Regions from separate parts of the Sus scrofa genome. Here regions 1 and 2 are each linked to region 3. Evidence: chromatin contacts called from public HiChIP or PLAC-seq data. All regions are on one chromosome and are shown on one strand. Each heading gives the region's core, a stretch centred on a gene start, on an enhancer-like site or on the middle of the called end of the contact. The rest is flanking DNA. Distances are from core to core; before and after follow the strand shown. Region 1 holds the start of SNX5 (sorting nexin-5). Region 2 holds the start of DTD1 (D-tyrosyl-tRNA(Tyr) deacylase 1). Region 3 holds the start of ZNF133 (zinc finger protein 133).

The links. HiChIP or PLAC-seq counts read pairs in DNA pulled down with a chosen protein or histone mark.
Region 1: a contact with region 3 is called in an H3K27ac HiChIP or PLAC-seq map of alveolar macrophages. The contact joins the promoter of SNX5 here to the promoter of ZNF133 in region 3. A contact is called at or near these places in 1 of 5 promoter capture datasets (fetal liver), 1 of 47 Hi-C or Micro-C datasets (heart right ventricle) and 1 of 2 datasets of contacts at active chromatin or transcription factors (alveolar macrophages).
Region 2: an H3K27ac HiChIP or PLAC-seq map of alveolar macrophages shows a contact between it and region 3. The contact joins the promoter of DTD1 here to the promoter of ZNF133 in region 3. A contact is called at or near these places in 1 of 47 Hi-C or Micro-C datasets (liver) and 1 of 2 datasets of contacts at active chromatin or transcription factors (alveolar macrophages).

What each region holds. Positions count from the first base shown.
Region 1 is chr17:26,379,348-26,383,170 of Sscrofa11.1, forward strand. SNX5 (sorting nexin-5) reads right to left here and starts at 2,330. Exons shown (of 14, transcript XM_021078329.1): 1 at 2,072-2,330; 2 at 1,751-1,832. The coding sequence starts at 1,801. It overlaps MGME1 (mitochondrial genome maintenance exonuclease 1), which reads left to right and starts at 2,214. Exons shown (of 5, transcript XM_021078251.1): 1 at 2,214-2,231. The coding sequence starts at 2,214.
Region 2 is chr17:26,809,764-26,813,638 of Sscrofa11.1, forward strand. DTD1 (D-tyrosyl-tRNA(Tyr) deacylase 1) reads left to right here and starts at 1,376. Exons shown (of 6, transcript XM_003134277.6): 1 at 1,376-1,607. The coding sequence starts at 1,565.
Region 3 is chr17:26,593,901-26,597,441 of Sscrofa11.1, forward strand. ZNF133 (zinc finger protein 133) reads left to right here and starts at 1,677. Exons shown (of 5, transcript XM_021077593.1): 1 at 1,677-2,135; 2 at 3,333-3,477.

The sequences.
Region 1 (3,823 bases), core at 1,080-3,579, 210 kb before region 3:
GGCAAAAATACAAAACAAAAAAACAAAACAAAATTAACCATGTAACTCTTCCCCTAAACTGTCCTGGGAAAGGACACAAATCAACACCTTCAATTAGAAACGATGACTAAACAGAAGTGCCAGGCTACCAGATTCAGGCCCAGGGCTCCTTTTCTTTTTGCTGAACTAGCCAAAAGTTCTACACAAGTATTCAAAATCCTCAACAGTTATTATGTTCCTGCTCTATTAATGGGTCTAAACCTCAGGAATCGCCATCCTCATGTAAATCCCAAAGCAGGTAATCAGAAAGTTTAAACTTAAAACATTTTCAGTAAAAAAAAAAAAAAAATTTCAGTCAACTAACAAAGCTGTATTACAGCAAAAAGAATAGCATGCCCACAGCCACAGCAACTTGGGATCCGAGCCGAGTCTTCGACCTATACCACAGCTCACGGCAACGCCGGATTATCAACCCACTGAGCAAGGCCAGGGATCGAACCCTCAACCTCATGGTTCTAGTCGGATTTGTTAACCACTGTGCCACGACGGCAACTCCGATTTTTTATTAATTTCATTCCCACAATTAGGAAAAAATACCAGGAAAATAATTCTACATAATCCTTTCATGTAGTCTCTAAAACCAAGAGTCAGGAAATGGCCTTCAGAATCCTATTCTGCTAGAGAATGAGATTCTGTGGTGGGGAAATTATTAAAAACCAACCATCGTTCTACTATACTAACAAATAATGAGGTCGGTCTAGCTTTTAAAGAGCCCTCTAAACTCGATTCTGGATCAAGAAGGTGCCAGGTGGGGAGAAATCAATCTACCAAAATTCCTATTCAGCCATCTGCTTTGGAATGTTCTAGAAAAAGAATCGTTCTCAAGTCCCCACTTCCGGCTTTGGGAGGGGGTTACTTCTTTCAACTTTAAAAGAAAAATACCCCAAGATCCCAATTTCATTTCGGTAACTAATACAGCAATGACACCCTTACTGGAATAACTCAGCAGCTGTATCTGAGCTTTGGCACAAACTAAAGTTTCTCCAAGAGCTATGGATCAAATGTGCCTTAGATTGCTAAAGAGATCCTTCCAGGTTTCTTAAATTCGAGAGTGCCTCCAATTTTTAGAATAAATTTCATTTTCTGTCAGATTAACTTCTGTTGACGATTTTGCACAAAACGTTGCTGCTCATACCAATCTCTATAAATTTCAAAACGGGTAAAGGACCAATAAAGGCGGAAGCTTGCCCGTAAACCTTTTACTAGCTAAAGTAACATGAATTTATTGCATCAGTTACCTTTCAGACCTAAAGATCTAAGAGCCTGGGGGTAATTTACATAATAAGTCTTCAACTATTCGAGCACCTACTAAAAATGACAGAACCTCCACAGTGACGCATTTAGCGGTTAATTGTAACGAATACGCTGCATATTTGACTCGATAAAATTTCCCCAGTATCTGAGCCAAAAAGTTTTCTCGAGGGAATGGGACGCGGATCGGAGGCAACAACAACAAAAAAAATCAAGCTGTCATTTGTCGCAACAGCGGATTTCACGTTCACAAGCCGGTCTCCACCGAGCCAAGGGAAGTTCCAGGAACTTTTCCACGTCAAGCACGCGCTCCCGGGTCTCCAAGGAGCGCCCCAGGGAGCCCAGAGGGAGGACAGCCCTGGGGCCCCAAGGAGTAATCCGCGGCCGGGGGAAGGAGTGTGGGGTCCGGGAGATCACCGGGGCCTCCCAAGCTGGAGCCTGAGGGTGGGCAGGGCCTCACCTTGCTGCGATCCTCCTCCTGCTGCTGCAGCAACTCGGGAACCGCGGCCATGGCGACGCGGGCCTCGAGCGGGGCCGCCTGGCTGTGCGAGGAAAGAAGAGGCTGGGCCGCCGCCGCCGCCGGGGAGCCTCTCAGGGGCGGCCGCGGCCCCGCCTCCGCCAGCCTCCCTGCCCGACGGCGGCGGGAGGCCTCGGGACTCCGCCACCATCCCAGCAGCCCCAGGAAAGGCGAGCGGCGCCCCACGTGCTCCCCCTGAGAGGCCTCCCCCGTCCCCTCTGCCGTCCATCTTGGAGCCGGGCAAAGAAGTTACTCGGGGCCTACCCTCGCTCCGGGCCACGCGGAAACCGCCGACCGTAGGGCCGCGACGGAAACGCGGAGCCCTTAACACCTGCCAAGTGAGGCGCCTCTCGCGAAAGACCGTGCGCTCGTGCGGGGGAAATTTATTACTCAGCCAGAGTCCAAGATGGCGACGACCTCTGACGTAAGCAAAATCTCGTGAGAGAGAAAAGGCGCGATTCGGAGGCGCCCGCGCTTCGGCCAGCGGGGCGGTTCTCCCCATGGTTCCTTAATTGTCAATGGAGAAGAACGAGGGACTAGGGGCGGGACGTGAGCTCCGCACTGCATGCTGGGACTGCGGTTTGTGGGGCGGGGCCTAGTTGGGGACGGAGGCGCGGGACGGATGAAAAGTACGCGCCAGAGGGTTGTTCACACCCTGGGAGTTACCAAAGCGTGGTGGCCTTGAGGTACCTACCCCTGCCATGGGCTGGGCTTCTGTTTAAGCTGCCTCTTCCCTCATCCTGACTCCCATTCGAGGGGCCGCAGGCGACATCTCCCCCACTATGGTTCCGCCGCTATCAGAGCGGGAGGCCTCCTTGGGGGAGTATGGGTTAGTGGGCCCTGGGGACTGCCGCCCTCCAGCTCAGGAGCTCCTTAAGACTGATCTCAGTAGTGCCCACTGAGTGTTAGGGGCTGAATGAGAAATCACACAGAATTAATTAGCCAAGAATCTAACATTTGGGAATTAGTGGTAAACTTAACTATGACTGGCATGCCTCCTCTAGATCCTGGTATTTCTTTTTCTTTTTTTTTTTTTGTCCTTTCTAGGGCCGCACCCACGGCACATGAAGGTTCCCAGGCTAGGAGTCAGAGCTGTAGCCGCTGGCCTAAGCTGCAGCCACAGCAACGCAGGATCCGAGCCGTGTCTGCGACCACAGCTCACGACAACACCGGATCCTTAACACACTGAGCGAGGCCAGGGATCGAACCCACAACGTCATGGTTCTCTAGTCGGATTCATTAACCACCGCGCCACAACGGGAACTCCGGTCCTGGTTTTTCTTTACACACGCCTCCCTTCCTAGGCGTAGTACTTCTCCGTATTGAATATTGGAGACATCTTGCCCCAAACTGTCTTCTAGTTCTCAATAACTGCTGGTCCTTTAAAAGTAGTTTTGTCTGAATATTACCAACCTTGGCTGCAGCATAGGCTATAAATCGACAGAAGGGTTGTTGGGGCAAGGAATAGCGACTTTATTGGAGAGCAGGCACTCAGAGAAGATGGTGGAGGAGTGTCCCAAAGAACCATCTTATCAGTTAGTATTCAGGCTTCCTTTATACTAAAAGGAGGGGGGAATTCCCATCATGGCTCAGTGGTTAACGAATCCGACTAGGAACCATGAGGTTGCAGGTTCAATCCCTGGCCTTGCTCAGTGGGTTGAGGTTCCGGCGTTGGCGTGAGCTGTGGTGTAGGTCACAGACACAGCTCAGATCGTGTGTTGGTATGGCTCTGGCTAGGCTGGCAACTACAGCTCCAATTCGACCCCAAGCCTGGGAACCTCCATATGCCACAGGAGCTGCCCAAGAAATGGCAAAAAGACCAAAATAAATAAATAAATAAAAGGAGGGGAATGTGGCTGGTTGTTGCCAACTTCTTGGTGCAGGAATCCTTTGCTCTTGCTACTGTCCTTGTAGACCCAGTCAAAATGTTCCTGTAAACCTCAGTAAGATAATTGTGGGGCTTTTGTTTTATTTTTGTCTCTTTGAGGCCGCATCTGCAGCATATGGAGGTTTCCA
Region 2 (3,875 bases), core at 126-2,625, 220 kb after region 3:
AAACTCAAACATATTCAATATGCTGAGTTGCCATATATGGGGTAGAGAGTCCTTATAACCTGGGGGGGCCCTGTGGGGCCTTCCTGTGACAGCCCTCCCCTCATCCCATAGTACCCAGATAATAGTATCTGATAAACATTTCTGAGTTGTTTTACAGATGCTAAAACCCCCACCAAATGGAAGAAATTAAATACTTGATCATCCTGAGCAAGTAGCCTCCAGACATACTAGCACCTAAGGATTGATAATTGTGTGTGTGTTTGTGTCTGTCTGTGTGTCTGTCTTTTAGGGCCACACCGAGGCACATGGAGGTTCCCAGGCTAGGGGTCCATTTGGAGCTGTAGCTGCCAGCCTACAGCACAGCTCATGGCAATGCCAGATCCTTAACCCACTGATCGGGCCCTGGGATCAAAACCAAGTCCTCATGGATGCTAGTCGGGTTCGTTAACCGCTGAGCCATGATGGGAACTCCAAGGATTGATAATGTTACCTGTGATGGTGCCCTGTTTCCTCACCATCAGCTAGAGAACTGTGCATGAGCTGATCACATGCCCTGTGACCCCCCTCCCCACCACCTGGTTGAAACCTTTCTGGGAGTTTGGAGTTATTGAGCATGAGACACCTGTTCTCCTAGTAGGGCGCCATTACAGTCAACACTGCACGTTCCCTCACCACAACCTGGTATCAGTAGATCGGCTTTACTACACATGGGCAAGCAGACCCAATTTTGTTTCCAAACCCCATCACTCTACACCCACAAGTACTGTTACACTGTAAGGGGACACATGAGAGGGGCTTGTTTTTATCAGTGATACTAATTTGTCAGGGTAATACTTGTACAGTCCTTTCAGCTTCTAAGCACTTGTATATTTTATTCAAATCTTTTAACGATCCTGTGAGAGAGACTAAGCATCAGTATTAGAGAAGGGATTAGAGTAACATAGTCATGTATCTGCAGTGTCCTGACATGGCTAAGTCAAGTGAATACGGAAACACTTAAATGGCTGCTTTAGGCAGTAGATCCTCTTCTATCTGGCTTCTGAGGAACCACTGAGACAGGAAGACAAGGGAAAAAGAATTTGGGAGGGTCTGGGGCCTGAGGGGTGGAAAATGAAAAGAGAAACACAATTAGGATTAGGAGTCTGGACAACAAAGCTGGGATTTAGTTACGACTGGTTCTTAGGCCCGAGATGTGAGAAGAAACAGGTGCAGAAACTGCTGTCAGGGCACCTGTGAGTGTGGCTGGGGGTGGGGACTGGGAAGGGGGTTGCTGGATCCCAGCGTTGGGGCGTGGCTCAGCTGTGGGTGGGGCAGGATCGAGAATGGGTGGGGCCTATGACGGGGGCGGGGCTATACTTAGGGCTCAGGTGGGCGTGACCGACGCCGGCGGGAACAACCTGTGGGTGGGCGTGGCCGACGTGGGCGAGCTGCCGACTAGCGGGTCCTGCAGGGCCGCCCGCGCACTTCCTGGTGTCACCCGCAGAGGGCGTCTGTCGCCGCGCCGCCTGGAGAGTCTCGAGGCCGGAAGCCGTCCGGCGCCGCCCCGCTCGCCCCAGCCGCCGCCATGAAGGCCGTGGTGCAGCGCGTCACCCGGGCCAGCGTCACAGGTCAGTCGGGCGGGGCCGGGCCGGGAGGAGCCGCCCCTGACCCCGCGCCCGGCCGACACGGCCACCCCCGCGAGGGTTCCCCCGCGCCGCCCCGGGGCAGCTGCAGCCCTGCGCGAGCTCGGTCCCCGGCGGCGCGCAGCCCCGGCCGGCTTGCGGTGCCGTCCACGTGCCCGGGGGGTCCCGGCGCGGCCCGAGCTGCAGGGTTTCCGCTTAGGGTTCACGATGAACGCGCCTCATTATTTTCACCAGCGTTTCTTTCAGTCCTGAGTGCCAGGTGGCCGAACCTCCTAGCATCCTCTGAGCACCTCTGTGGCCCGTTCTTCGTGGAATGTTGCACAAACAACATGTAGGGAGCATTTCCGGAGCAAGAACTACCCATTTTGCAACCTTCTGCTCGACATTTTCCTTTTGTTGCCCATTTTCTCCATATCCCAGTTTTGATGGAGCTTGACGCCCAGTGAGATGCACAGCTGTGAAGAGTTGTCGGTAGGGGTGAGTTCTGACCGTGTGTCCGCCCACGTGCCCAGCGCCCAGCCCCGGTGCAGCGCGTTCCTGCCCAGGACTCCCCTTCCTCACCGAGCCCTGAAGGGACAGTCAGAATCTAAAGGATTCAGGATGAGATGTTTCTCTTTTCCACCAGTTTCTTGTTGACCAAGCCACCCAACCATTAGTCATCAGTTGATCACTGTAGTCTGGTTTGAGCATCAGGGGTCCAGATGATTAATGGATAGAACGGAGTCGTTTATATTTTTGTTTGTTTGTTTTTTTTTTTTTACTTTTTGGTGGCATCCGCAGCTTGAGGAAGTTCCTGGGCCAGGGATGGAACCCGCGGCCACTGCTGTAAGCACAGCAGTGACAATGCTGGATCTTTAACTCACAGTCACCACACATTTCCTAGAAGGGAGTCGTTTTAAAAAACTCAAGCCAAGATAGTAAAGATATCAGGAAATTTTAAATGACTAATTTTAGATTATCTTCCAGTTTTTTGTTTTTTGTTTTTTTTGTTTTTGGCAGAATTCTAATACTGTTTCATTCAGGTAATCCTAGATAGCCTTTCCTTCAAGCCAGTCCATACCAAGTATGTGTTTTTGTGTCCAGGAAAGTATAAATCTAAAACCAAAACAGCAAAATCCCGAAGAAACAACCAAGCTCAGTAAAACCATATATTTAGATTTGAGATTCTACTTTCCAATCCTGCGTAATGATTTCTAAGCTGTTGTGGTAGCTGGTTTTGGTTATGGTCCTGGAGTAATAGGGAATAGGATAGCTCTGGGCTTTATGGAATTTGAGAACTGGGTTTTTTTTTTTAGCATTTTAGTTAATATATGTAACTTCACTAAAACTGGGAAAATTCATGGAGGAAAATGTCTTTTTTTTGGCTTCTGAGAAGTATCTTGCAGTTTGCTCTGTGTGTTCATCATGAACAGTGAGCAAACTTTGGAGTATTAAATTTTGATCTGAATGGAGAACGTTCCGTTCTGCTGATCTGAAATATTGAAAACATGGTTCAGTGAGATTAGCAGAATAGATTGAATGATTTCAGTTTACTAGTTAAATTGTATGATTTTCGTTATAAACAACAACTAAACCATCCTGCATATTAAAAAAGATAAGGGTGTTAATTGTGGGAAGGTGTTAGCAGAACGGAATTCTCTCAAGGTGCTGGAGGAACCTTCTGGTTAGCCAGGCCTCATATTTGAATTGTAATGGAGAGAGATTTTTCTGATTCCTTTAGAATGGGACTGGCTTCGCCGAGTGTGGCCTTTTGCAAATGGCATTTTATTTCAACAGTTCTAAAATGTCACTTCCGACTTTATGGATGGGACAGATTAGACTATTACAAATCACATGTTATGGTGCTAGTTCATTTTATAAGCTTGGTCAAGCACATTTATTGCAAGTACATTTAAGCAAGTTATTGTGATAATCTAATTTTAAAAGCTTTATGACGGGACATTCCAAACATGTCCATGTGGTTACACAGCTGGATACACAGCTGGAACAGTACCGTAACCGCCATGTCCCATCCCTTAGCTCTGTCAGCTAAAATCTCAATAGAATCGTAGAGTGTCAGGAAGAGGTTGGGGTTGACCATGTTAATTTGAGAGGTGTTGAATTCTTTAAGAAGAGGTCTCAGGTGATGCCAATATACTGGTGTCAAATAAACACTGACCAGGAGTTCCTATCGTGGTTCAGTGCTTAATGAACCCAGCTAGTATCCATGAAGATGCAGGTTCAATCCCTGGCCTCACTCAGTGGGTTGGGAAT
Region 3 (3,541 bases), core at 427-2,926:
ACTTTTCTGTGTATGGGAAGATGGAAGAAATTGAAATCACTGAAATCACTCCTTTGACATGCACCTTAACTCTCTAGGGCCAGTATCCTTTTTTCTCCATTTTGAGCCCCCTCAGGGTGCACAGTTGGGGGTGACTGCAGTGGCATTCATAGTCCACATTAGCTGTGTGGATCAAGAAAGTTGCCTGCCATATCAGTAAACAAAGACTGTTGAGGCCATCAAGCTGTCAGCCACTGCAGCCACCCACTGCAGTGAAAGTCCACCTAATAAAACACAATTCTCAATTTTTAACTTGTGCATTTTTTTTTCAGTCGACACTAATCTCTTGGTGAATGACTGAGTCATGGGGTGGGGCAGAGAGGAATGGGGAGAGAGGGCTCCAAGTTAGACAATACTTTCTCCAGGGCAAGGGTTGAACTTAATTCATTACAAACAAGGCAGCCTTTGAGTGAGAGAATAGAATGGATTCATCCTCCAAGAGCTAAAAAGAAATTTTAGGAAATTCTTGTCTCTCCCTGGCTTCCCCAGTCATGTAAACATTTTCTTTCTTCCCTCTCTCCCTTCCTTCTTCTCCCCTCCCCCACCTTTTTCTTTTTTGAGTGCACTTGCAGCATATTGAAGTTCCCGGGCCAGGGACAGAATCCGAGCTGCAGCTGCAACCAATGCCACAGCTGCAGCAATGCTGATCCTTAACCCACAGCATCACAATGAGAACTCCCATGTGAATGTCTTCTTGATCTTCCTAGAGTAGGATGAATTTTTAGAAAGCACGTCTGTAGAAAGTAAAGAGAATTGAGAGGATGCCCTAGTGGACAAGCCCCTCCACAGTGAAATGGGGTGTGCTATCTGGCTCCCCAGTTGGAGTGTGCCAGATGGCATCAGTGCCACCCCGTTCTCAACCAGGACCCTGAACAAAGACCCAGGGAATTGTGAAGAAAAAAATGTTGCCTGCCATCAATCCCTGGACTGTGCACCCAAGTGGAATTGAGGAGAACAGAATACTGGCCCAAGATAGTTAAGGTATATATCAAAGCAGTAAGTTCAGTGAGTTCAGACTCTTCCATTTTCCCATGCATAGAAAGGCACAAAAATCATCACAGTTGAGTGATTTGAAGTAGTCTGATGTTCTGCTACAGGTTTTTTTCAGTAAAACCTCCTGTATATCCTGGCTCCTCTCTTAACTCTTTGGAACAGTTCTTCTGAGCTGAGAGGGTGCCCCTCAGGTTAAAGCTATCAAATAAAACATAATTTTCAACTTTTAGGTTGTGCTTTGTATTTTTTTTTCCCCAGTAGACAAAGCCAAGACAAGGGACTCAGCCCAAATCGTGGTCTAACAGTGAGGTCCCTGTCTCCTAGGAGATGGAAGAGAGATTACCCACAAACTTGTGGACTTCGAGAGAGGGAAAGGAGGGAAAGAATTTCGGGTGCACATGGGGATGTTCCGGTTGAGGGCGTGGACTCCGAACTGGGTCTGCCTTCTTCCAGCTCTGAGACCGCGGGAATACGGCCTTGACTCTCCCAGTCTCAGTCCCCGCCCCTTGGGTTTAAGTGAGGTAAATGGTTATGCGAGCACGGAACCACAGCTGGGGCTTTCTGACTCGCACTTGGGACCAGAAACCACACTTTACACCTCCGCCCACCCAGAAGCCAAACAGAGGCTCCCTTATACGTCATTTCCGGGAGCCGAGGGGCGGGCCGGAACCGATACAGAAGTCACTGCGGGGGTCGCTGGGGAGTGTAGTCTTTAACGCGGAGTTGCTGGAGAAGGCGGGTCGCGGCACAGCTAGGAAATTGTTCCCGCTATCTTCTACATGTTTTATCCACTGCTTTTAAGAAGAAAGAAGGGGAGTCACGTGACACAGGGGCCATTCTCCGGTGCTGGAGCATGTTACCCAGAAACAGCTCCCTCAGAGGCCCGTGGGAGCCGCTGGCCGGCGGCGCGTTTGGGGAGCCGCCGAGCATCCTGGGAGGTGTGGTCCCGGCGCCGGGCCGAAGATTCTGGGCAGTGTAGTCCCGGCGTCCTGCTGGAGTAGCTCCCCAGCTGGTGCCTGGAGTGACCCCTTGTTCTTTGGTGGCGCTGGTGAGTGGGGCTCCCACGAGACTTCTTCGCAGCCGTACCCTCTCCGCGCGGAAAGGTAAGTCTGGTCTGTGGGCTCGGGTTGGGACAGTGCGAGTGGCTGGGAGAGGAGGTAGTGGCGGGGACCCGCTGTCGTGGCTCAGGCCGAGCTCTCCGGGATGTCATATTTTGGGATGTGGGCGCGCATCTCCAAGGGACGTGGGTAAATTCAGCTGTAATGCCCACGGCTGGTGGGTGCTGGGCTCCGGCCTCATCCTAGGGTTCCTGTGTGTGGACATGTTCGGCTTTAGCCGAAAGAGCGATATTGGGAAAGGGGGTCGCTCATGCCACAAGTCCCCAGGTTGGGGGGGAGTTTAGTTAGTGGGCTTTTGGGGGCCTTTTATTTCCCAGGTGGTACGGTGAGGGCCGCACCTGAAGCCAGGTGTTTGGAGTTTTGGTGGGAGGAGGCTGGTAACTTGTTTGGGCCCAGCTACCCCTCGGCTTTGCTGAGGCATCCCGCTGAGGGCCGGCCGGGCTTGGCCAAACTGCCCGAGTTGGGCTGAGTGTGGGGTGGCCGGCCATTTTGGCGCAATCTTAGGGTCTCGGTTTGGCTGGTCGCCCCTGGGTTGGAGTCTTGGAGGAAGAAGTCATCTGGGGCCCCCTGGGCAGGTTTTCCAAAGGTCCTTGGGTCCGTCATTGATCACAGGAATCATGAATTAACACATCTCTGGTGTGGCAGGGCTTTGGGATTTTGAGTTCCTTTAAACGTTTTTATTGTGGAGAAATTTCAAACAAATACGTAGAACTCTATGGACCCATCACTCAGGTTTAACTATCACCTTGTGACCAATCTTGATTCACCTCAAAATGATACACTGAGAATCCTTACAACCCACAGAGCTTCGCTGTCACTGCCCTATTTGAGACCTGGTCTCCACAGTCAGATTTCATCCAGACTCTGTTACTGTATAACTGTGTCACCTTGGGCAAGAGATTGAACTCACTGTGCCTCAATTCTGTCATCTGTAAAATGAAGATAATAAATTGTACTTCACTGGGTTGTGAGGCTAGAATGAGCTAAAACTCATACAGTGCCCAGAACAGTCTCTGGTATATACTGGGTGCCCAGTGAGTAGGAACTGTCCTTATTAGGGTCAGAGGCGAGAGAGGATCAGCTCTGGCAGGGTATCAGCAGCACGTTGGGTAGGCTGTTTTCCCAGCCCACATCGGGGCTCTGTTCCCAGCAGGTTGCCCTCAGTCTTTTCTTCTGTGGCAGGTCCACTCCTGATGCCTTTCAGGAAGAGGAAACCCTACGCTGCAGGAGCTTGAGAGTTTCCACGACTCCCTGAACCTTTCAGTCCTTGTTCTGACCCCTAGCTCCTGCCTGCAGAGAGGACCACCTGGTGGGCAAAAGGACTCAGGTGGGGACAGCTTGCCTTTTGGATGCTGAAAGGGTGGGTTTTCTTCACTCAACTTTGACATCTT